Regions from separate parts of the Mus musculus genome. Here region 2 is linked to region 1. A link is a contact called in public promoter capture Hi-C data. All regions are on one chromosome and are shown on one strand. Each heading gives the region's core, a stretch centred on a gene start, on an enhancer-like site or on the middle of the called end of the contact. The rest is flanking DNA. Distances are from core to core; before and after follow the strand shown. Region 1 holds the start of Ldah (lipid droplet associated hydrolase). Region 2 holds the start of Slc7a15 (solute carrier family 7 (cationic amino acid transporter, y+ system), member 15).

Region 1 (5,265 bases), core at 1,224-3,723:
TTTTGGGTGTAGCATCTTACATACAAAATAGATTTCACCAACATGCACATATCCAGAATATGTAAAGAACTTCTATGAATAAGAGAGAGACAATCCAATTAAAATACAGGCAAAATACCAGAAGGGCTTTATAAAAAGAGAAGAGCCATAACCAGACAGCTAATAACCATAAGGGTTTTCTAAAAGAGTCAAAGAATATCACATGGAAACTATCATCTGGGTATGTTGGTGCATTACCATAATCCCAGAATTTGGGAGGCTGAGGCAGGAATGTTGTGAGTTTGAGACCAGCCAGGGCTACTTGGTATATAAAACTGTCTCACAAACAAACAAACAAACAAACAAACAAACAAATCCCCCAAACCACACACCAAGCTGTCGTGGTTCATGCCTATTTTTCTAGCACTGGGGAGGTAGGAGAAAGATCAGGAGTTCAAAGTCAGTATGGTTTATAGAAGATTTGTCTTAAAAAATAATACAAAACAAAAAACTCGATAAAGTGTAATGCTGATCACAAGAGACAGATTTGCAGAATCTCTCTGTCTGTCTGTCTGTCTGTCTGTCTCTCTCTCACTCACACACACACACACAATTTTAGACTAGTGCTGGGATTCTTCTACTCCAGACTATGACATCCTTGAATATCAGGTTAAGGAGTTGGGAAACCAGTAAGTAATTCTAGAATTATCTTCCAAGGAACATGCGCTGATAGCTGTTACAGTTTAAAAAAATAAAAGGTTCCGGGGGCTGGAGAGATGGCTCAGCGGTTAAGAGCACCAACTGCTCTTCCAAAGGTCCTGAGTTCAAATCTCAGCAACCACATGGTGGCTCACAACCATCTGTAATGAGATCTGATGCCCTCTTCTGGAGTGTCTGAAGATAGCTACAGTGTACTTACATATAGTAAATAAATAAATCTTTAAAAAAAAATAAATAAAAGGTTCCTAGAAAATACAAGGGATTTCATTTATTCTTGGTACATGACATACCACCATAAAACTTAATACCTGAAGATATGTTATATTCTCACAGATTGTGTGGGTTAGAAATTTATAGAGTACAGCACAGGCAGTTTTGGAACAATCCAAAGTAGAGTTAGCTAAGAAAAACTCAACAGCTGGCTTTGACTTGTTCACTGGGACAGGGGTCATCTGGAAGTACCTTTATTGATAAGCTTAACAATGAATGCTCTAAAACAAAAATAGGTTGAACACATAATCTTATATTTAATTCATATTTAATCTTTTCACATGGCCAATTTTAATAGGTTCTTGCAGTGCATGTAGGCTGCCTCCTGAGGTTGAGAACAAAGTTGCCTCACCTCTTAGGACCTCACCTCACTAGTCACATAGCATTAGCTCACAACACACTGATAAGCATATTGACCCTTTATGACACAGGCATACAATACAACGTTTCAGAAAAAGTGACCTGATATTTTGCCCATGATGATCTTAAAAGTCTCTCCTACTAACATTCCAACTTCTTCATCAAAGTAGTTTAGAAAAATGTTGAAGGCACCTGGAATGTAATAGTTTCCCAAAGTAAGAAAGAGCTTGATTAAAATATTCTTCTAAGAAGACAGCAAAGCCCAGAAAAATGTAAGAGCACACTAAAGGTCAGAAGCTACCATAAATATTATATAAGAAACAAGAGCAAGGAATTTAAAAGTAATAATTGAAAGAACAAAACTTATGGGGTGGATTATCAGCAGAGTAGTATCAACAAAGAACGAGATGAGAGAACGTGGATAGATCCACAAAATTTACAAACCTGAATTGGTGGGAAACAGTCTAAAAACTCAGCAGTAGCCCCGGGACTTGTACTACAATGACAAATGACCTAAAATTCATGCAACTAGAGTTTCAGAGAAGGCAATGTGGGGCTAAAACACACGTTTTAAGAAAGAGTATCTGGAAACTTCTCAAAATTGGGAAGGGCATAAATCTACAGATTCAAGAAGCTGAGCTTCTCAAGCTGGGGAAATGTATACTATACTATTAGAAGCCATGCATTTTGTAAAACTAAAATAAAAAAAAAAGTTAAAAGCAGTGAAACAACACATCATATGCAAGGGTAAAGGTAATTTTAATGTCAGCAGATTTCTCAGGAGAATCCACGAGGGACAGTGTCGACCACAGATGCCTGGGGAGCCCCAGCGCAGACTTGGATTTATTTCTAGAAGGCTGGCTGCCAGCGCATTGGCTTATCCTTACCCAGGGAGCCTCTGGCGACCTGGCCACAGGTCGGGCGAGTGTAGTGCCATCGCGTACCGCACGGCCTAGCGGCTGTGCACGCGGGGTGATGGCAGCTCAGTTATCCTAGCACCACCCCATGCGCAGCCCACGTGCCCTTCCTCAGACAAACCACACAGTACTGGCAGCATCACCTCACCTGCCCACTCACAAGGTATTGGGGTCGTCCGCCGACGTCTCGGCAAAGCCTCACCAGACCCGGAAGTTCCGCCTGTACTGACGTCACAGCGCCGCGCCGCGCCGGTCCCGGAAGTCGGGACCCGTAGAACGCTTTGCAAGGATCTCCCGTGTGAGAGTTTGGGTGGCAGCTTGATGGGTAGGTGGTTTATAGTCAGCGAGATTGCTGGGAGCAGCACATAGAGCGTTTCTAGCATACCACCTGAATTTTACCCGCTCTCTGTTCTTTGTCGTTTTGGTAAACGAGTTTTTCCTCTCTTTGGAGGTTCTTTCATTCCCCCCCCCCCCCCCATCTGCCCACTTTTCCTTTCTTCCACCACCAGTTGCTTTTCATTCCTGACTCATGATCACAGGAAAGTTGACTCTCAGCTGACCTTAGTGCTAGTATTCAACTTCATATAGTATTCAGTTTCATATTCAGGATAATGCGACCTTCCAGAGCTATTTCCAGCTTACTACAAACTTCAAGATAGTATCCTCAACACTTGGTACAATTGTAGGCAATCAGTGTATTTCTGTCCCCCAAAATACTGTCGCCAATATGGCAGTATTATAGCCAGAAGAAGCATGGAACTTAGAAAGAAAGAAAAAAAAAACCCATAGTAATTATCACACATGGAAAAGCTTTGCGCTTGTATCCAGCACCTCGGTGATAGTACCAACATCACTTATATTTTAACTTAAAAATCTTTTTGTATATTAGTAGCCTGGAGCCTATGGACGCTGGAAGAGGGCACTGGGTTCCCTGGGACCTGAACCACATAAGCCTATGGGTCACCATGTGGGTGCTGAGAATCAATCCTAAATCCTGTGGAAAAGGAGTTAGTGCTCATAACTACTGAACCAACATCCAACTAGCTGTGGAATGTAAACCGATAAATATCTTCATAACCCTTTTTTATCACTTCTACTTTCCACATCCAATAGGTAACATTTAATGAATATAGAAAAAGATATTCATTGTGTTAAGAGTTTTTCATGAACTAATTTTTAAACCCTTAGCATTTCAGTGTGGTCAGTATTAACAAGTGATCACTAGAGTTTGGAGATATAAATACATAAAAGTAAATGATTATGTTACGGTGACCATAGGATATGTACCAAGTGGTGTCAGTTTTATGTGTGTAAATTTCCTGCCAGTAATGCTGTTAAAGGACTACTGACATATCAAGGGCGTCTTTCTGGGTATCTGTTCCATCCTTCTTTCATCCATAGACTACATGACAGAATGCATTGGTGCAGGATTTCTTTTAATTCTTGGATATGCATCTACGATGTAGCATCTAGGTGATTTATGTTTCTGATTTCACTGAACCTGTGCCAGAAATAACTGAAGCAATTCAGACTTTATAGTTGGCCAGAGATTATTTCTGTTAACTGCAGTGTAAAATGAGGTGCGAAGAAACTGACTTTCCCACAGTTAGTTAGGAGAGCTAGGCTCAGGTTACTTGCAGCAGTTTCTGTATTCTTCATGTTTTCTCTGGGCCATCTACTTTTGGAATATACATGTTCTTACTAAGTTGTCATATTTTTGCACACAATGTTCACTTTGCTACATGGCAGACTATGACTGTTGTAGCTTATATAAGTAGCTGAATAGGATGCTCTCTGGAGGCAGAGGCTGGAAGATTTCTGCATTCAAAGTCAGCCAGGTCTACAGAGTGAGTTCTAAGGCAGCCAAGCTTAGGCAGTGAAGGAAACCATTAACGACAGAAATCTGGTGAAGATGGCTTTGAATAAGGGGCCTGGGAAGTGGAATATAGTTTGAAAGAAAATGGCTCCTATAGGTTCATAGGGAATGACAACATCAGGAAGTGTGGCCTTTTCAGAGTAGGTAGGGTTTAGTTGGAGGAAGTTCATTTCTACAGGGAGGGCTTTGAGATCTGAGAAGTTAAAAAAGGCCTGTCAGCTCACAGTTCACTTCCTGCTCCCTGTTGCTCTTGATGTAGAACTCTCAGCTACCTCTCCATTATCATGTCTGCCTGCATGTCACCATGCTTTCCACCATGATGATAAAGGACTAAATCTCTGGTCTGTAGGCCAGCTTGTCTTGGTAAGGGTTCTATTGTGAAGACACACTATGACCAAGGCAACTCTTATAAAGAAAAACATTTAATTGGGGCTGGCTTACAGGTTCAGAGTCCATGAGTCCATGGGGCTAAACCTGTTCAAACCATCGCATTTCACTCCCTGGCCTCCATAGGCTGGCAGCAGTAACAAAATGCAAAATGCATTTAGTCCAACTTCAAAAGTCAACAAAGGCCATCACAGAATCAATGATGTTTAAAAGTCCAAAGTTCAAAGTCTCTTCTGAGTTTTATGCAACCTCTTAACTGTAAGCCCTTATGAAATCAAAATCCAAAAACCGATCACATACTTCCAACATCACAGAATATATATTACCATTCCAAAATGTCATAGTGAGGAAATACTGGACCAAAGCAAGACAGAAAACCATCTGGGCAAACTCCAAACCCGGCATCTCCATGTCTGATGTCCCGACTCCTTTCAGCTTTGATGACTGCAACACACTTCTTTCTCTTGGGCTGGTTCTTTTTCCTATTAGCTGCTTTCCTTTGCGAGTATCCCATGGCTCTGGCATCTCTTAACATCACAGGGTATGCAAGGCAACTTCTACTTTACAGCTTCTTGTTCCAATCTCTGGGATTCACACATGATCACCTGGACCCTTCCCAAGGGCATAGGCCACTTCTCCAGCTCTGTCTTGGGTTGTAGCACTCTAGGCTTTGGTTGACTCTGAAAGACTCCAAAAGGAGTCCCTCGCTCAGGCCTCAGGACAATAGCATACACCCAAGAACTCACGATAGACCGA
Region 2 (5,265 bases), core at 1,773-4,272, 330 kb before region 1:
TTCTGGCACTGTCACTGGCTCACACATGGCTACTTGTCAGCCCTAGTTGCTGGCCAACACTCTCAAAGACCTTCTGGAGCTACACCACTGCTATCGTCTCCACCTGTCAGAGCTGAAGGACTTCACAGTGGATGTGGGTTGAAACTGCAAGCTTTGGAAGCCCCCTCAACTGGAGAAGATTCTCCAGGGAACTTGTAGCTGCATTTTCTGTCCAACTAACTGTTCCCTGCTTGGTGAGGCGTCTGTTTAACTTTTATATTAGCATGATATTATAAGGAAAATTTGTGTGAATACACCGAGCACATTTAAAGACAAATCTTGGGTGGATTTCCCGATTGCCAGGCATCCACGGGCTGTGCTTCAGCGTTTGGCGTTGTTGGCAAGATTCCATAGGATGTGTGACTGGCTGGCTAAATGATCGTACAACTGGGCAGAGAAGGAGTTGAAGGAAATCCCTATAAAAACCTTGGAGTCTAATAGTAACTTGGTATATCCAAAAAAAGAAAGTTCAGATTTTTGTTGGAATGGCCATCCAAATTACTAGATTTTCAAAAATGCTTCAGAGATTATTTAAAAAGAATCCTGGATGAGATGATTATCCAAAAGACCGATAGGAGAATATTGATAGACTATTCAAAAAGAAATGACCCAGTGAAACTTATATAGTATATACAGGTTATTATAAAAAAAACAATCCCCCACAAGTTCAATGGTCATTGAAGTCACTGCTCCATACAGAGGTCAGCTTCAAGTTCTCTTTCCTATGGGTACCAACACAGGGTGGTAGCTTTCTACTATTAGTGCTCACAGCTTGGGGCTCATGGTGGCTAGTCTTGATGATGTCAACTTGAATACATTTGGAGTTAATCAAAACTCATGCAACTGGACCAACTCTAAATCTGGATCTTTTGAGGTGGGAAAACCACCTTAAATCTGGGCCACTCCTTCTGCTGGCAGCCTATATAAGGGGCGTGGAAGAGGGATGTTCTTGTTCATTGCCTGCTTGCTCTTGCTCCCAATGGCAAATCCATCACTTCACTATTAGAGTTTACTTCTTCAAGATTTTGGTATATACCAAAGACCAACTGAGACATCAGCATTGTGGACTGAACAACTACTGATTCTTAGACTTTCCATTGATAGACAGCCATTATTAGATTAACTGGACCACAACCTGTAAGCCACTCTAAAAAATACTATGTCTATGTCTTGGAGGTTATCCTTGCAACAGACGTGAAACGTAAGAGGGACACTCAAGAGCCATGACAGTTAAGGTCCTTGTGATGGTTTGTATATACTCGGCCCAGGGAGTGGCACTATTAAGAGGTGTGGCCTTGTTGTAGTAGGTGTGACACTGTGGGTGTGGGCTTTAAGACCCTTATCCTAGCTGCCTGGAAGTCAGTTTTCTCCTAGAAGCCTTCAGATGAAGATGTAAACCTCTCAGCTTCTCCTGCACCATGTCTGCCTGGATGCTGCCATGCTCCTGCCTTGATGATAATGGACTGAACCTCTAAGCCAACCTCAATTAAATGTTGATCTTATAAGAGTTGCCTTGGCCATGGTATCTGCTCACAGCAGTAAAACCCTAACTGAGACCGTCCTGGTACTGACACATTCCTGAGATCCAAGTTGTTCATGTGGCTAGCTTGAGCTAGAGAAGCCTGATAGAAAACTCTAAGTACCTTTATGCCTACTTATGGAGTCAACATCTTTACCCGAAATTCCAGTAAGTTCTTCTTACCTTTACTGTAACAGCATTACCAAAGGTTCTATTACTGTGTTTTTAAAGGAAAAGGGTGATCAATAAAAAGCTAGACACAATATCCTGAAATAAATGTTATTCATAGATCGGAGAAATTTAATCTTGTTAAATATAATTTAATATTAATTACATAGACACACACACACATATATACATATATACACACACAAACATATGAAAATACATATATCCTTTGAATATTTTATCTTCCTGGTTTTAACACCAATCCCTCTTTTCCCCAGTGGAACTAATGAAAGTTGTCCAGAGAGTAAGGGATGTGACCACATTGATGAAATACTTACTTTGCTTCATACACTGTCCAAACTATTTCAGATTGTTAATTTTCAAGGATCTCTACAAGCTAGCCTCCACTAACTGATGGGCGAGTAAGATGAAGTTCAATCTCTCACACAACTTTGAGGCTGTAGATCTGGGATTTGAAATTAGTACTCTCATCCTAAAAATATGTGCTCTGTCAATTTATGCTTTAGTTAGTATGCATGGAGGCAGGTTTATTTACCACCTGGGGGAGTCTGAAACATCTTTAGGAAGTCTACCAGGAAACAAGGATTCCAATACAGTCTTAAAGCCAGTTGCATAAAGCCTAGTTCAAAGAAGAACCAGAAGGCCTGGTGAAGAGATAGGATGGCATTTGTTCCTTGGCAAGAAGGAAGGAAGTGGCTAAGAGTACAAGCTCTACCTGTGACGTGAAGGGAGAAGGGAGATGCCAGAGGCAGAAGGGAACAGTGGGGGTTGGAGGAGGGGGAGAAGATGTTCGAGGAAGGAAGAGGCTTGGCTGTCCTCATGCCTACATAGAACACTCACCCAGGTGTCATTTAACAATGTTGCTGTGGGACTGGACAAGAGAAATTTCTTCCTTCCCTCTCTCCCTCCTTCCCTTCCTCTCTTCCTCTTGCTCTCTCCCCACTTCCTTTCTTCCCTCTCTCTGATCTGCTGTGCTGGGGATGGAACTTGCACATGCCGAACAAACACCCTGTCACTGAGCCACACCCAACATGTCCATAGCGATTCTGACCCCTTCTCTCCCGGACCTTTCTTGAGTTACACTGACCCGTGGCTCCAATAGATAGTCTGTGCTGAGGCTTGAGGTGAACCACTCGCTTGATCAGCTCCTTCTAAACCACGCCCTGGATCTTTGCCCTTCAGTTTGGACTCCCTCCAGCACTGTAATCATTAATGCCTTCGGGAAACCCACGAACATTAGGTACCAGAGCCTGTACCTGTCAACAACCAGAGGCAGTGTCTGCTGAAGTCTCGAAATGGAGCGAAGTGAGGAGAAAGATGGCAGCAACAAGCCCGCGGGGCAAGAGCAGGGCAGTGGGACAGCGGGGCTGATGCTGAAGAGGGAGATTGGTCTGTGGAGTGCAGTGTCCATGACCGCTGGCTGTATGATTGGTTCTGGCATCTTCATGTCACCACAAGGGGTCTTGGTTTACATAGGCAGTCCTGGAGCCAGTCTTATTGTCTGGGCAACCTGTGGACTCCTGGCCATGCTGGGTGCCCTGTGCTATGCTGAACTGGGCAGCCTGGTTCCTGAGTCTGGGGGAGATTATGCCTACATTTTGCGAACCTTTGGCTCTCTACCTGCCTTCCTGGTCATCTACGTATACGTTCTGGTAGGCAGACCAGCCGGCATCACTGCGGTTTCGCTGAGTTTCGCTGAGTATGTACTGGCTCCCTTTTACCCAGGCTGCTCCTCGCTCCCTCAGGTCATAGTCAAGATTGTGGCTTCTTCTTGCATCCTGCTGCTGCTTTTGATCAATTTCTGGAGCTCACGGATGTCCACTGTGCTGATGAACGTGTGCACGACTGCCAAAGTGTTCTCGCTGCTAGTCATTGTAGTGGGTGGGGCTGTGGTGCTGATGCAGGGCCATGCTTCCACAGAATCCCTGCTGTTTGCCTTCCACAACACAACACAGCAGGCAGGGCGCATTGGCATGGCTTTCTACCAGGGGCTGTGGTCCTTTGATGGCTGGAGTAATATCAACACAGTGATAGAGGAGCTCAAGAATCCAAAGGTGAGTTTAGTGTGCTTTTCTGTGGGTGAACCTCTGACCATTTGCAGCTTCGGGAATTGACGTTCCAACTACTCAAATAACTGAGTCGTGAACAATCTAATGGGAATCAAGGTTCTCTTGCTGTGCTCGTAGGACTTGTATGGCAGCCCATCTGCCTTGAGTAGTTTAGGGGATTTTAACTATGGCTTCTTAATAAGCAGAGTACTTTATAGCATCATACCTGTGGTTTCATCTTTCTGCCTCTTAGGTTAACTATCAACACCCCACTTTTTCTTTTTTGCAGGGGAATACTGAAGTCTGCAAGAGGGGAATTATTTTGAACTCATACTGTCAGCACTCTTATTGATTCTGTTGGCCACCTCCTGGATGGTTTCCTCCAGAACATTGCAGTAGATACTTCATAGTTTCTGAAGCCTGGGAGCCACTTTGGCATGGGGAACAAACCAGTCATACCTCCTCACCTTACCTGTGAGCTAGCCTGGATAACCATTGTGCTAGCCGGTCTTCAGGGCTACCTAGGACTCAGCTGTGGCATTTGGATCTTCAGTGACTAACATGCTGATCTTTGCCATAAATATATTTTCTGAGATGTTGTTTGTTTTCTTCTTCCCTTGCAGGAATTTCAAAATCTCACAGAATGGGAACTGCAAGTCTTCTGCTGTCCCTGCTGTCCCCGATGGGCTGGCTTAGGGGCACTTTGGCTTTCAGAGATTTGGCAAAGGCTCACTGGAGGGGAGGGAGCGATTGAGAAGAGAAGGGCACCTTGGAGAGAGAAGCACAAGAACAGGGTGTGGGGGACAGATGGAGACAGAGGAAAGAGAAACAAAGACAAGTGAGAGATAGAAACAAACAAAGCAGAGACAGAAACAGACAAGGGAGAGACAGGCAGGAGAGAGGGGGAGGGGGAGGGGGAGGGGGAAGAGGGAGAGGGAGAGGTAGAGGGAGAGGGAGAGGGAGAGGGAGAGGGAGAGGGAGAGGGGGAGAGCATGCCTACAAGTCCTAGGGACTAATTCTTATTTTTATTATTATTTTTTCTTTGAGACAAGAGTCTCGTTGTAGGCCTGGTGGGCCTTGAACGTGTTCTGTGACTAAGAATGCCCTTAAACTTCTACTCCTCCTGTCTTTACGGGAGATTACAGGAGTATATCACCATGCCTGGTGATTTTTAATTTCTTGCATATAATTTTGTTCTCCTAATTCTTTGTGTGTGAAAAGGGACTGTTGTAACAAGTGCTCCGAGTTACTCCTCAGGCTCTGAGGATTCATTGGTACACTCTTGGCAGACGGCTTGGGAAGTTCTCAAGTACATGGGTAGCACATGCTTAGGGTTGTCTCAGCAGTAGAGCCCGCTTTCTCAAGCCAGACCATGGGCTTTCCCAGTAGGTCGAAGGAGTAGGGTCCCTCAAACTGAAGGAAGTAAAAGCTTTTCTAGAAAGGATCCAAGAGTTGGGATTTCAGGCCCTC

What was found. Capture Hi-C pulls out chosen DNA fragments and counts their contacts.
Region 2: a contact with region 1 is called in a promoter capture Hi-C map of liver. The contact joins the promoter of Slc7a15 here to the promoter of Ldah in region 1. A contact is called at or near these places in 1 of 39 promoter capture datasets (neutrophils), 2 of 115 datasets of contacts at active chromatin or transcription factors (effector CD8 T cells and pancreatic cancer cells) and 3 of 9 other capture datasets (adipose tissue, liver and pancreatic islet).

The regions. Positions count from the first base shown.
Region 1 is chr12:8,205,334-8,210,598 of GRCm38.p6, reverse strand. It overlaps Ldah (lipid droplet associated hydrolase), which reads right to left and starts at 2,473. Exons shown (of 7, transcript NM_001364261.1): 1 at 2,395-2,473. Gm33037 (a long non-coding RNA gene) reads left to right here and starts at 2,466. Exons shown (of 4, transcript XR_381233.4): 1 at 2,466-2,571.
Region 2 is chr12:8,537,323-8,542,587 of GRCm38.p6, reverse strand. Slc7a15 (solute carrier family 7 (cationic amino acid transporter, y+ system), member 15) reads left to right here and starts at 3,022. Exons shown (of 6, transcript NM_001038660.2): 1 at 3,022-3,801. The coding sequence starts at 3,043. The region is part of intron 2 of 5033421B08Rik (a long non-coding RNA gene); the gene reads right to left.